Regions from separate parts of the Mus musculus genome. Here region 1 is linked to region 2. A link is a contact called in public HiChIP or PLAC-seq data. All regions are on one chromosome and are shown on one strand. Each heading gives the region's core, a stretch centred on a gene start, on an enhancer-like site or on the middle of the called end of the contact. The rest is flanking DNA. Distances are from core to core; before and after follow the strand shown.

Region 1 (6,417 bases), core at 1,383-3,882, 570 kb before region 2:
GTCCCCAAACACATCCTGTGATCATTTCCCCAGTTCCAGAATGTATAATTGGGATAGATATACTTAGAAATTGGCAAAATTCTCACATTGGTTTACTGACCTGTGGAGTGAAGGCTATTATGGTTGGAAAAGTTAAATCGAAGCCTTTTTTGAGTTGCTTCTGCCAAAGAAAATAGTGAATCAAAAACAGTATCGCATTCCTGGAGGAATTACGGAAATTACTGCCACCATCAAGGACTTGAAAAATGCAGGGTGGTGGTTCCCACCACATCTCCCTTTAACTCTCCTACCTGGCCAGTGCAGAAGACAGATGGATCATGGATAACAACAGCTGACTATCGAAAACTAAATCAGCTGCTGTAGCAGACATAAGTTTCCTTACTTGAGCAAATTAGCACATCTCCTGGTTCCTGGTATGAAGTTATTGATCTAGCAAATGCCTTCTTCTTAGTACCTGCCTATAAGGACTGCCAGAAGCAATTTGCTTTCAGTTGGCAAGGCCAGCAGTATATCTTTATAGTTTGCCTTAAGGATATATTAACTCTCCTGCCCTGTGCCATAACTTAGTTAGAAGGGATCTTGATAGTCTTATCTCTTCCACAAAATATCTCATTGGTGCACTATATTGATGACATTATGCTGATTGGACCAAATGAGCAGGAGGTAGCAACCACTTTGGACTCATTGGTAACACACATGCTTGTTGTGGATGGCCCTGGTGATGCCTGTATTTTGATGCTAATTCTGCTTTCCCAGGAGGGGTTGTCTGGAATGAGGAATGAGCCACCTACTCAGGCGACTTCTTGTGAACCTTCCCCCAATGAATAAGGGGCCAATCACTGGGCACGTAGGTGGAACTTCCGGGTTGGATGGAGGAAGAGAGTAAGCAGGAGAGAGTGAGGGGCTTTTTGATGGGAATAGCATAAGGACAAGATGGAGCTGCTAGTGTCTTCCAGTTTCTATGGTAGAACCGCCAGGATTTGCCACTGGAGGATTTAGATTTAATATGGCTTACAAAATTAGGATTCTAGTTGTTGTGCCCAGAGATTGAGTTACCATTGTTTCTGAACTAAGTTTGTGTGGCATTTCTCTTCATGCAGCAGTTTGACTGGGTTCCAGAGAGAAAGGTAGGGTGGCAACGCGTGGGTTTGCCAGATGTGCACCACAAAAGGCCGTGGGGGGGGGTTTAAAGCATGTGGCTGGTGTGGTAGCAACCTGCCAGTGGGAACTTAGTGACCTGGGTGGAGAGATTTTGGAGCTCCGAGTCATAGAGTCTCCATGAGATAAGAACAGGTCAGCCATTGTCTGCCAGAGCATAGGAAATATATATATATATATTTATTTCCTACAACATATGTGTATCAGAGGATGGAAGCTAAATCTAACCAAAATTCTTCCTCAGTGAAATTCTTAGGAGTTCAGTGGTGTGGGGCATGCAGATATATCCCTTCTAAGGTGAAAGATGAATTATTGCACCTGGCCCTTCAGACCAATAGGACAAGGAAAAGGCAAGGTTAAAAGTAAAATTACTCCAACTGTACAATTACCATATATCAAGATACCATGATAACTTCCCATAGCCTTTTCTCCTGGTGCATCATGGTCCAGAGAATTCAATCGCCCATCCTTGTGGAGTCATGGAAGAGGTGTTTTCTGTCCTTAAAAACAAATGACATTATATGCAACCTGGCTGTCAAGTCCTTGGACCTGGGGCACCAGACAGTGTGGGACAGGGAATCCCTGTGAAATGGACACCACCCGGGTGAGCCTCTACCCAAGTGTCTGCCCAGAGGAAGTCTCCAAGCTATAAAGACTGAATGGGGAATACACCTGAGTGGAGTCTAGGAATGGGCAAGGGACTCAGCTGAGAAGAGAGGCCAGGCAGGACAAGGATGGCTCGGATTTGTAAGAGCGCCAGAAGCTCAGGTTAGCCAGAGGAAGGGTTGTGGAGAGTTGCAGAGGCTGGAGTAGTGAAGACTCATTTACATTAGTGCAGGAGAGAGTTACCCAAAGCAGAGAGGGAAATTCCTAAAAAGAAGCAGAGAGGAGGGGGCATAGAGTTGTGGGTACCCATTCACACCAGTCAGACTGGAAGACAGATTTAGTAGTGGGAAAAAGTTAGCCTTTCCCTCTTTACTGCTTGATCTTACTTAACATGCTGTAAAAGGAAGGCCCAGCGTTGGCATGCTGCATAGCTGCAGAATGATTGCCTCGTATGCATGCATGCAAAATGCACCTAGTGCCAAATAAGAGAGAAAGAAGCAAGACCTGAAACCGAGCCCAAGCAATGAAATTGCACACCAAAAACTCAGTTCAGAAATTCTGGACCTGAAACAACCCTGTGACCCCAAAAGTAAAAACTGATTAAATCTGACATCTATCTGACGTCTTGCCAGGCAATGAAGCAGGAAAAGATGGAACCATAATTCTAGGAGACCAGTGGGACCTTTTCCAGGAATAGTATGCATGTTTGAATTCTAAACCAAGACACTAGCGTTTGTTCTAGTTTCCTTTCTGTTGCTGTGATGAACAACCACAGCAATTTAGAAAGGATTTTTCTGGCACTTCCTCCTTGTCATAGTCTATCACTGAGAGAAGTCCAGGCAGGAACTCAAGCAAGATCTTAAAGGGGAAGTCGTGGACAAACACTGATGGCTGGCTTGTCCTAAGACACATGCTTCATCTCTCCAGGAATGTCACTTCCCAAGTAGGCCGGGCCCTCCTACTATTATTATCAATTAATAATCAATTATAAGTAATCAGTCTTGTTGACCCCAGACATGTCTACAAGCCAATCAGATCTGGTTATTTTCAAAATCAAGACCTCCTTCTCAGGTGACTCTAGGCTGTGTGTCAAATGGACAGTTAAATGTCACCAGGACACATGTTTTATTATTATATCACGTACACTCATAGACTCATAGAATCAGAGAGAATGAATAGGAACATGAGAAATATCAAAAAGATCCGAATGGGCTTTTCTATTTTTTCTTTCTTTTTTCTTTTTCTTTTTTGTTTGTTTGTTTTAAAGACAGGGTTTCTCTGTATAGTCCTGACTGTCCTGGAACTCACTGTGTAGACCAGACTGGCTTCAAATTCACAGAGACCCACCAGCCTCTGTCTCTCAAGTGCTGGGATCAAAGGCATGTTCTACCACGGCCAAGGCCAAATGAACTTTTGAATCTGAAACTTTCATGTATGAGATTTAAAAAAAACAAACTGAATTCAATGGGATTAACAACCTATTAGATACTACTGAGGAAAATATGAGAGACCTAGAAGACATAGCAATGAAATTACTCCAAGTAAAACTTATGAAGGAAAAGATTAAAACCCCCAAAGGTTATCATGCACTGATGGATAACTTCACACACCCCAAATATATATATATATATATGTATGTATAACTGGAAAATACATTGAATGGCATAAAGTCATAGCACAAGACCAGGAAGGGAGAAATGAAAACATAATTGAAGTAAAGAAAAAAAGCATGGTAATATCTTTGGATAAGTTTCCAAAGATTAAAAAACCAATTTCCCCAAACAAACAAAAACAATGCCACAGCACCTTCCCCTCCCCCCTCAAAAAAAACCTACTCTTCCAAGTAACTGACAGGTTAGTTGTGTGTGGTATCTAGCTCATGTCTGCAGTCTCAGCTCTTGGAGGCTGAGGCAGGAGAATAGATGCCAGTTTGAGCTAGCCTGGGGCACATAATGAGTTCTAAGGCAGCCTGGGCTCCTTAATGAGACTTGTCATAGAAGCCTGAAGCCACTTGAACAACAACACTTCCTAAGGACATGTGGCAATGGTTGCCCGTGATTTCAGAAGTCTCGTAGTTGGCAGTAGTTAGTTCTGTGATCTCATACATAATTTTTCCTGTCTGAACATCTAAGCATGGACCTACCAGCTCCTGTTGGATTCTTTTCCAAAACCAAATAGCTATGCCAATTGTTTATTGAGACAGTGCCAGAGAAGGGACAACAATGTTTTCAGGTCTCCTTTAAGAAAAGGGTGCTGGTTGGGGCGGGGGAGACTCCCTTTCTAGCTTTACTCTGAGACAAGTGAAGGTGAGGACTCTCTCCCAGCCCTCTGTGGAAGCTGGAGTCCTTCTGGACTAACAGTGGCTTTTGGGATGCTGCTGCTGTGATTAAGTCACCAAGAGCCACTGGGGGGCGATATCACCGCACCGATACTGAGTGCTACTCTTGCTTTTACTGTGTCCAAAGCTCTGAGTAAACTTAGGTGGTGGGTGATCTGGTGCATCTGTCTATGCTACAATTAAGTCCTAATGCACTAATTATGTCTCCTCTCAAAGTAACAGTGATAATCAGTGGAAGCAGCCAATACAGCCCGGCAGACTTCTGAGCTGGGTGCATTTGCTCCCTTTTCTTGTTTCCCTTTTATAGAGGACTCTTTGGAAGAAAGTGGGAAATGCCTGGGCAGCAGGTGGAGATGCCTAAGAGGCAAGTTTATCAATATACTCGAGACCAGCCACAGGGTGATCTTCCCAGCATCTTTCTCAAAGAAACATGCCTGGAGTCAGACGTTTGGAGTCCTATTTCTAAGAGCTCTGACTATCCTTTAGCTCCTCCATGAGTCTGCTACATTTAATAGAGGCTTCTTAAGTTCCTAATATAGGCTTCAGGTACTGTGTCCTGCAGAGATAGCCGTAAGGATACAATGTAAGCAGTAAGGATACAATGTAAGCAGTAAGGATACAGAGTAGTCCCTGCTCCAAGGTACCAGAGTCTGGTGAGGATGAAGACAACAGATTAATGATCAAATCTCTAGTCTCAAATCCCACAGATGACGTGAGGAAGAGTCTAAGTGCCTGTGAGATGGTCTAGCACAGGAAGGGATGGTCAGAAACTGATATCTGAGGGACAGATGAAGGAGCAATGCTCTAGGTTGTCCCCAAGGAAACCTGGATTAACCAGAGAGACATGATGTCCTTTAATGACAGGGCACTCTCCAGATAATGTTAAGAGTTTGAGATCTTTTTTTTTTAATTTGGAAAATTAAATGTTGAGTGATCCATTCATATCTTTGCAAGGTCAGTCTGGCTTCTGTTTTTGGGAAAAATGTTTGGAAGGGAACTGGGGTCAAAGCAGCGGGAATAACGAAGAGACAGGGAGACAGTCTCATCATCAGGAGACATGTGACAAATGCTTCACAGAGAAGAGAGGACAAAACAGATCCCAGACACACAGTGAGCAAAGCAGGTGAGGCAGGAGCGAGGCGTCAAAGGTGACCCTTTAGCATCTGACGTGGGATGTGGTGGAAGGAGGTGACATTTACTGAACTGGGGAAGAGGGGATGATGAACAGAAGAAGACCGAGGGCTCAGTTTCAAACATGATCATTTTGGATGTCAGGAGACATTCGAGTGGGGGAGGTAAGGGGTTGAGGGAGATGATGTAAGGTCAAGACTCAGTCTTAGGAATCACCAGTGAAAAGCCCCAGAAATAGATGAGATTACCTCAGGGACACTACAGCAAGTGCACTAAGAACCCAGGAGGACCAGCTAAGAACCAGACCTTGTGGCTGGGGGGGGGGGGGGGGCAGTGTATAGAAACGGAGGGAAGATCTTTTCAGATGGAGTCACTTGGGTCAGGAGAACTTTCACAGTACACTCTAGAGTCCCCTCAGTAACTAAAAAACATTATTCAGTTAATCCAAAGGATGTATAATCCAGCTTAAAGTTTGAAAAGGAAATGGCACATGAGAGTCAGAAGTAATATTGATGTCATATTGGATTTCCACAGCTGCGATTGAATGCCGGTCATACACAACCAAAAAGTCGAAGGGTCCATTTGGGCTCACTGTCTTAAAGGATTTTTGTCTGTGGTCATTTGACTTGATGGGTTTGGGCAGCAGAGCACTGGAATGTCTTCGTTTAACTGTTGACAGGAAGTACAGGGAAGCAGACAGGAAGAGGTCAGGGCAAACATACCTCAAAGGGCAGGAGTCTGGCGACCTACTTCTGTAGCCAGGCCTAACATCGTAAGGTTTTCAGAAATTCCTCAAATCGCACCTCCAGCTGAGCGTTCACTCATGAACCCACTGGGGGAACATTTCATAGTGAATCATAACAGATGGGTTGTGGATTTAGACTCGAGAGGTAAAAATTTAAAACTTGGAAGGACGCTTTCAGGATTTTAGAACACTAAACATATCTTTAAACACACAAGTAGAGAACAACTGTCCAGGATAAGAATGATAAATACAACTTTTAGTGTTTAAATCTAAGAACTGTTTCACGGGGACTTGTGGTCTGAGTTCAGCCTTGCAGCTGGGGTGTATGAGCGCTGCTTGGGCAAACAAAGGGGTGGGGCTAGGCTACATACCATCCTTATCACCATCAGGGTGCAGGGATGGCAGAACTGAGCCTAAGATGGGGGCCCCAGCCAGGGTA
Region 2 (6,359 bases), core at 203-2,702:
ACAACGCCTCAGCCTGATTACTCAGGCCTGTCTCATTAGCAGCCGCTCCCTTCTGTCACACTCTTCCTAACAGTTGGCCTTTACCCACAGAGGTGTGTGTGTCTCCACCTGGCTCTCAGAGAGCTGAGAGGCTTCAAGCCTTGCACAGGAAGGGGAAGGCACTGAAAGCTGAAGGAGGAGGAGTCAGGAGACCTGAATTTTGTAGTCGATGTGGCAAGTGGCCATGTGACCTGGGTCTCAGCACACACACACACACACACACACACACACACACACACACACACGGTGACACATTTCAAGATGGACAACAAGAGAAATGGAAGTGAATGACCTCTGCAGTTGTAGCTTTTGTGTCGAGTGTCACGGAGACATTGCTCTGCCGTGGAGCAGATCAGCTCCTCCTTTTTCCTCATTAACTCCTTTAAAAACCAATGGTTTGCTACAACCTAGGTTTCCGGTGCTTTTGGCTTAATGCGCTGAGTGTAGCCTTCTGATGTAAAGATGGCTTAGCACAGCACTTCTCAACCTGTGGGTCCTGGCCCCCTTGGGGGGGGGTCAACCAACCCTTTCACGGGAGTCGCCTAAGACCATCAGAAAGCACAGATATTTACATTATGATTCATGACAGTAGCAAAATTACAGTTGTGAAGTATCAGTGAAAATAATGTTATGACTGGAGGTCACCACAACCTGAGGAACCACCTTAGTAAAGTTGAGAGCCACTGGCTTAGCAGCTAAAGGGGCTCACAACAATTCTAACGATATATATTCAGGCCCTCAGCCCCCACGTGATCGAAGGAGAGACCCAACTCCTTCAAATTGTCCTCTGATCTCCCTATACGTTGACATGGTGTGTGTATGCCCAGATATATTTGTCGACACGCAAACGTGAGTAAATCTAACAACCTTTAAGATGTCCTTATTTTTAATTGTACATATGTGTGCATACATGAGTGAGAGTACTCTCAGCGGCCAGAAGGGGGTATCAGGTTCCCCGCAGCAGGAATTACAGGCTAATAGAAGCTAGACAATGTGGGTGCTGACAGCTTAGCAAGCCCAAGCGGTCCTCCTGTCTCCGTGCCCTGCCACCGTTTTAAGGTCACATGTGTCTCATGGCCATGTTTGACTTTTTGTGTAAGTGTTGGAGAGTCACAGTCTTATCCACTGATCTCACTGCAGTGTAGGAGTAGATGCTAAATGTCTGTGATATGTGTGATATTGCTGTGGGTAGGGAAAGCATTTAAGGCCATCATATTATAGTGTAACTATTAGTGAGCCTGGGGGATTTTGGGGTACTTAAAAAGCAAAATTCCACCCCACGCCGTTCCTCCTCTTTTCCAACTGAGTGGTTTGTGGTTTCTTGTCTATGAGCAGCCTACACATGACTGTCTACAGATGGCGATCTTTTTATCTCGTATAGCCCCGTCATTTCATTGACATCTGCGTTCCCTTTTATTCCTGGCACGGAGCTGGGCCGGAAGTGCTGCATGACACGGGAAGTTAGCTAAGCACAAGGTCACGGGGAGCGTTCCCCCTCAGGCATACCACTTAGAGGAAAGAATTGATGGGTTACTTCAGATGAGGCCCAGCTTCTGCTCTGTGGTGTTTGGGAGGAGAGAAAGCTACCAGAAGCCAGTTTTGGAAGGCCACATCATACTTCCCTGCTTCTGAGGATGACAGGAATGAAGGTGTCCTAAAGCTTGGGTGTTTTTCCAGCCCTTTATCAGAATAACTGCTTAGAATACCATTTAGAGTGCACCTAGGAAGAAGCAGGCAAAACCAAACAGCACTCTGCCTGTTCAAACAGCACAGAGACAAGGGGTGTGAATTCTGGTCTAGGAGTAAGAAAACCGCACGTGCACATTCTTCTAAGAACACTCAAGTGGTTTCCTGATGTGTCTGTCAGGTCGGAGTTTTTAGGTTTGCATCTGCGATACCAATTTCTAGATCATACAAACATTCTGAAATAGGTAAGAGGGTCTGAGAGAGGACATTTTATTATCATCTGTGTGTGTGTGTGTGTGTGTGTGTGTGTGTGTGTGTGTACAGGGGGTTCCCTCCACATGTTTAGTCCTTGTTTGAAATTGCAGGTTGGCCTGTGGACCACAGGTGAGGAGGCTCTGTCCTTTTCCATGCAGGATTCTACAAGGATTTCCTGTCTTGCTCATTTGAATCTCTCCCCTCACCTCCTTCAAATCTCACTTATGGTAGCTTCATTCATTTCGGGCCGCTTCCCTTGTATGTTACCCGGAGAAGGAACCTCTTGGAGACCCGAGTATAGGCCATTCTCTCTGAGAGGAGTCTTAACTGTTGCTCTCTGAGTTGCTTGGCCAGGTCCAGCCATTGCAGGCACAGACGCTCTCCTCAGCTCCCTCCACCCCCCAGCAGTCTCACAGAAGGAAAGAGCTGTGCAAAGAAGAGTCTGTGAACTCCTGCCATATCTGTGTTGGGGGCAGGGGGGAGTGGGGATAGGAAGGGGTGGAGCCGCCTAACCGACCGTGACGATTTCTAACTGACCTTTAGAATACTATTTGTTAAAAGAAGGTTATGAATCAGGAGAAGTTCTCAGTCCAGCGTGCAGGACTGAGCCATCTCTGTTCACTGTGCTCGGGAGCTTATCTCAGAAGCGCTCCACTGGAGTTGGAGATGCCAAGGCACTCAGGTGTGCCAAGAGGGGTGCTGGGCAGAATTACTCAGAGCCGTATTTCTGGGAGCCTCTGCCTTAAACTTCCTAGCAAGGGAATAAGGTCAATCCATACTTGTGTGTGCCCCAAGAAGTGTGAAACACTGAAAGATAAAACTTGTATTAGCTGCTTTTGAGTCAGGCTACCTGAGATCTCAGAGCCAGACTTTTGTCACTAGAAGTTTGTGGGACCAGGGATCTAATGCTTTGCTGTATAGTAGATTATTGCTAAGAAGACTCTTAGATAGAAAGATCTGATTTATCTTCTTTCATCTGGGTGAATATATTACATGATTCGCTGAGAGCGGTTTGCAGAAGCACAGAACCCCTTTAGATGAGGCAGCAAACTGCATTCTTTGAAGCCTATTTTGAAGCAAGTTGGTCTTTCTTTGCAAGGTCTTTTTTATCTACTTGTGCTTATGTTCCTGAAACAATTGACCTCGCCAAAATTGAAATAGAAACAGGATGCCGTACAAGTAATGATCTTCGTTCACAGTCGTTTGAGGTTTTGTTACTGTTGTTGCTGTTGCTGTTGTTGTTTGCTTGTCTGTTGATACTGGGTCTCCCATAGCTCAGGTTGGCCTCAAGCTGTTATACAGCTAACGGTGATCTTGAACTCCTAATTCTCCCATATCTCCATGCCAAGTTCCGGAAGTCCGGGCAAGTGCCAACATGTTCAGCTTTTGAGAATTTGCCTTGGTAACTGAGGCAAAATCTTTGGAGCATACCCGTTAGGCCCTTAACCAACGTTTTCCTGTAAATTCTACTTCTTTCTCGAGCATATATACACAAGTTCCTGAGACTGTCTCCCTTCTGTTCTTGAGTGCCTGGCAGTTGAATGTATTTGCTGGTGATGCTGGCAGAATTGGCCAACAGACCCACAGCACGAGTCCCAGAGCTAGGGTATGCCACTACTTCAGTCAGGATGTCTGTCGTCTTCACCAACACTGGGACACATCCTTTTTATTGATCTTAAACCCTCTTGCTAAGATCATTTTTGGTTTCTGTTCATTTCTGATATTTTTCCCCCTTCTGGAACCTTTGTTGCTTGCACAGGAGTGATTTTTTTTTATATGCTATACATTCTTCATTCCTGGGGCTTTGTAAGCACTGTCAAACTCACTCCATAGAGCAAAGCACTGGCCACAAAGCTCCCTTCTCCATTATGACAGCCCTAGATTTCTAGTCTACTTTGCCTTTTCTTTCTTTTCCAAGGAATGGGACAGTAAGAATAGGGGCTGGGGGATGACGAGATGGCTCAGTAGGCAAGAGCACTGTCTGCTCTTCCAAAGGTACTGAGTTCAAATCCCAGCAACCATATGGTGGCTCACAACCACCTGTAATGAGATCTGATGCCCTCTTCTGGTGTGTCTGAAGACAGCTATAGTGTACTTTATGTATAAAACTAAATAAATCTTTAGGTTGTTTGTTTGTTTGTTTGTTTAAGGCCACCATTTCTTGTGCAAGCAGATTTTTCTCTTTAACCACCTCAGTGTTTCTACCTGCCTCTGGCTGTCTGTCACACTTGTACTTCTGAATAAATTTCCTCCCTGGACTCTCAGAACACTAATAAACAAAATCTATTAATGTCAGTGGGTTATTGCTTATCTGCTACTAGCACACATGATTTGGAATAGAGTCACTATCCTGGGCCTGAAGGGAGTCCCCTGTCCCCCTTTCATGCTCCTTTTGGGGGGTCAGAGCAGCCTTGGGGATCTCAGTGCTATCATTGGGGTTTGCCTTTCCTGTTCCTAGCTCTCCTGGTGATCTATTTCTGTGCCTCAGCTGTGTTGCCAGTTGTCATAGCAACCTGTTGGCAGGTGCTTCCCTAAAGACAACCAAAGGAGTGGAAATGGACATGGGAAGCCTTGAGGGGGGTCAGGAATGGAGCTGGCAGTCACCTGGCACAGAGAGGATTTTACATTTCCTTCATCTGGGCCAGCCTCCAGGAGCAGGATGTCACTTAGTGACTTAGGTAGACCATGGGAGTGCCATTTACTGAAGATCAGTTACATGGGCTGGTACAGCTACATTCCCTCGGAGAGGAGCAAGCCAACTAGTAGCTAGCCAGCTAGTGGATCATCCAGGCAGTGTGTGGGATGTTTGGGATATCAATGCACTTGATAGTACAGTGGATGTATGTGTGTGTGTGTGTGTGTGTGTGTGTGTGTGTGTGTGTGAATTGGGTTAATGTTTTGCTGATAATCAGCACTAGTGTTCAGAGTTGGGGATGTGACCTAGGAAGAACCAGGGGTCAGGAGATGGAGGGAGAATGAAGGGAACACCAATGCACTGATCTTGCCTCCGTTTCCTGTTGACTGGTCTGGCCTGAAAGCTCCCAGTGTCAGGAGAGCGTTCCTACTGGGCCCCAGTAATCCACCTCCGTGCCCAGCCCTGAAGCAGAACACTGCTCACCTTGTGTTCTGCCCTCCCAGTTCTCTCCTCCTCCCATTAGACCACAATGAACTGGCATCAAATGACGCCTGCCATTTTCTGACTTGGAACCAAGCAAATAGAAAAAATCCTAAAAGTCTGTGGCCTTATTTGACCTCACTTTAAAAAAAAAAAAAAGAGCGTGTGTGTGTGTGTGTGTGTGTGTGTGTGTGTGTGTGTGTGTGTGTGTGTGTGATGTGATATGTGTCTGTCTCTGCCTGGTCTGCCTGTATGCCTGCCTGCCTGTCTGTCTGCTGTCTGTCTGTCTATGTGTGCGAGTGCCTGGCCTTAGAAGCAGTGGTCAGCCTTCTGACATGGGTGCTGAGAACTGAACTCTGGTCCTCTGGAAGAGCAGCAAGTGCTCTTATCCACAGAGTCACTGTTCCAGCCCAGACTTTGCCAACCTTTCTTTAATTCTAAAGCTAATTAGTCATCTGAAGTTCCATAGCCATTTCTTTGTACAAGCTTTGGCTGGTGAATTTAGCTGACATTTTCCTCTAGAGATGTCAAGTCACTTTTTTATTTTTAACAGAGAGAGACTGAGGGTGGGCCTTTGCAAGGAGATGGAGAAGCCAGGAAACCTGAGGAGAGGGGGTATCCTAGGGCATCTGAGGCGCACAAGGGACACAGAATCCCATCTTACCTGTGTCTTCATCAAGACGGAGTCCCTCTGCTTTCGGGATTGTTTGGTCCTCTTAAGGACCACAGTTGAGGCAAGTGTGTGTAACTCTGTTCACCATGGCAATGATGCTGGTGGGGACCTAACCAGGCGAGGCAGGCATCCCTCATGAACTCAGTGACCAATCAGATCCTCTTCCAGAGCCAGAAGAGGGATAAATAACTTAATGAGACCCGAGACTTGAATCAAAAGAGATGACTTGGGTGAAAAAGGGAACTTCAAGGAAAAACTGGCACTTGCACAGTTTGTTTAACTGTCTCCTGTGAAGTAAAATCACAGGCTGGGAGGTAGCTCAGCTGGTGGAAAGCTTTTTTTTTTTTTTTTTTTTTTTTTAGCATGTAAAAGCCCCAAGTTTCATCCCCAGCAGTGTTTCACTGAAAGGCATGGAAGCACAGGTCTGTAATCCCAGGACTTAGGCAGTAGCACCAGGAAGATCCCAAGTGGGTTGAAGACCAACCAGACTGGGCTCCATGAGACCCCATTTCAAAACGAGCACAGGAGAGGTCAACTAAAGCAGGTTTGTTAGACAGTGTGTAGCCTGCACAGCTTACTCATTATTCTAAA

What was found. HiChIP or PLAC-seq counts read pairs in DNA pulled down with a chosen protein or histone mark.
Region 1: an H3K4me3 HiChIP or PLAC-seq map of bone marrow-derived macrophages shows a contact between it and region 2, with 7 times the contacts expected there. The contact joins two enhancer-like sites. A contact is called at or near these places in 3 of 15 datasets of contacts at CTCF or cohesin (large pre-B cells, pro-B cells and stem cell-derived epiblast-like cells), 6 of 484 Hi-C or Micro-C datasets (the P5424 cell line, Th1 cells, brown adipocytes and 3 more) and 2 of 115 datasets of contacts at active chromatin or transcription factors (astrocytes and bone marrow-derived macrophages).

Annotation. Positions count from the first base shown.
Region 1 is chr13:46,255,781-46,262,197 of GRCm38.p6, reverse strand. No RefSeq gene overlaps it. Among named protein-coding and RNA genes, the nearest start is that of Stmnd1, 15 kb to the left of the region's middle. Within about 2 kb of position 2,632, at least 5 of the 459 cell types and tissues checked have an H3K27ac peak or open chromatin away from gene starts, as enhancers often do. A contact at or near this core is called in bone marrow-derived macrophages, where this site is marked.
Region 2 is chr13:45,688,819-45,695,177 of GRCm38.p6, reverse strand. The region is part of intron 6 of Atxn1 (ataxin 1); the gene reads left to right. Among named protein-coding and RNA genes, the nearest start is that of Gm34582, 170 kb to the right of the region's middle. Within about 2 kb of position 1,452, at least 84 of the 459 cell types and tissues checked have an H3K27ac peak or open chromatin away from gene starts, as enhancers often do. A contact at or near this core is called in bone marrow-derived macrophages, where this site is marked.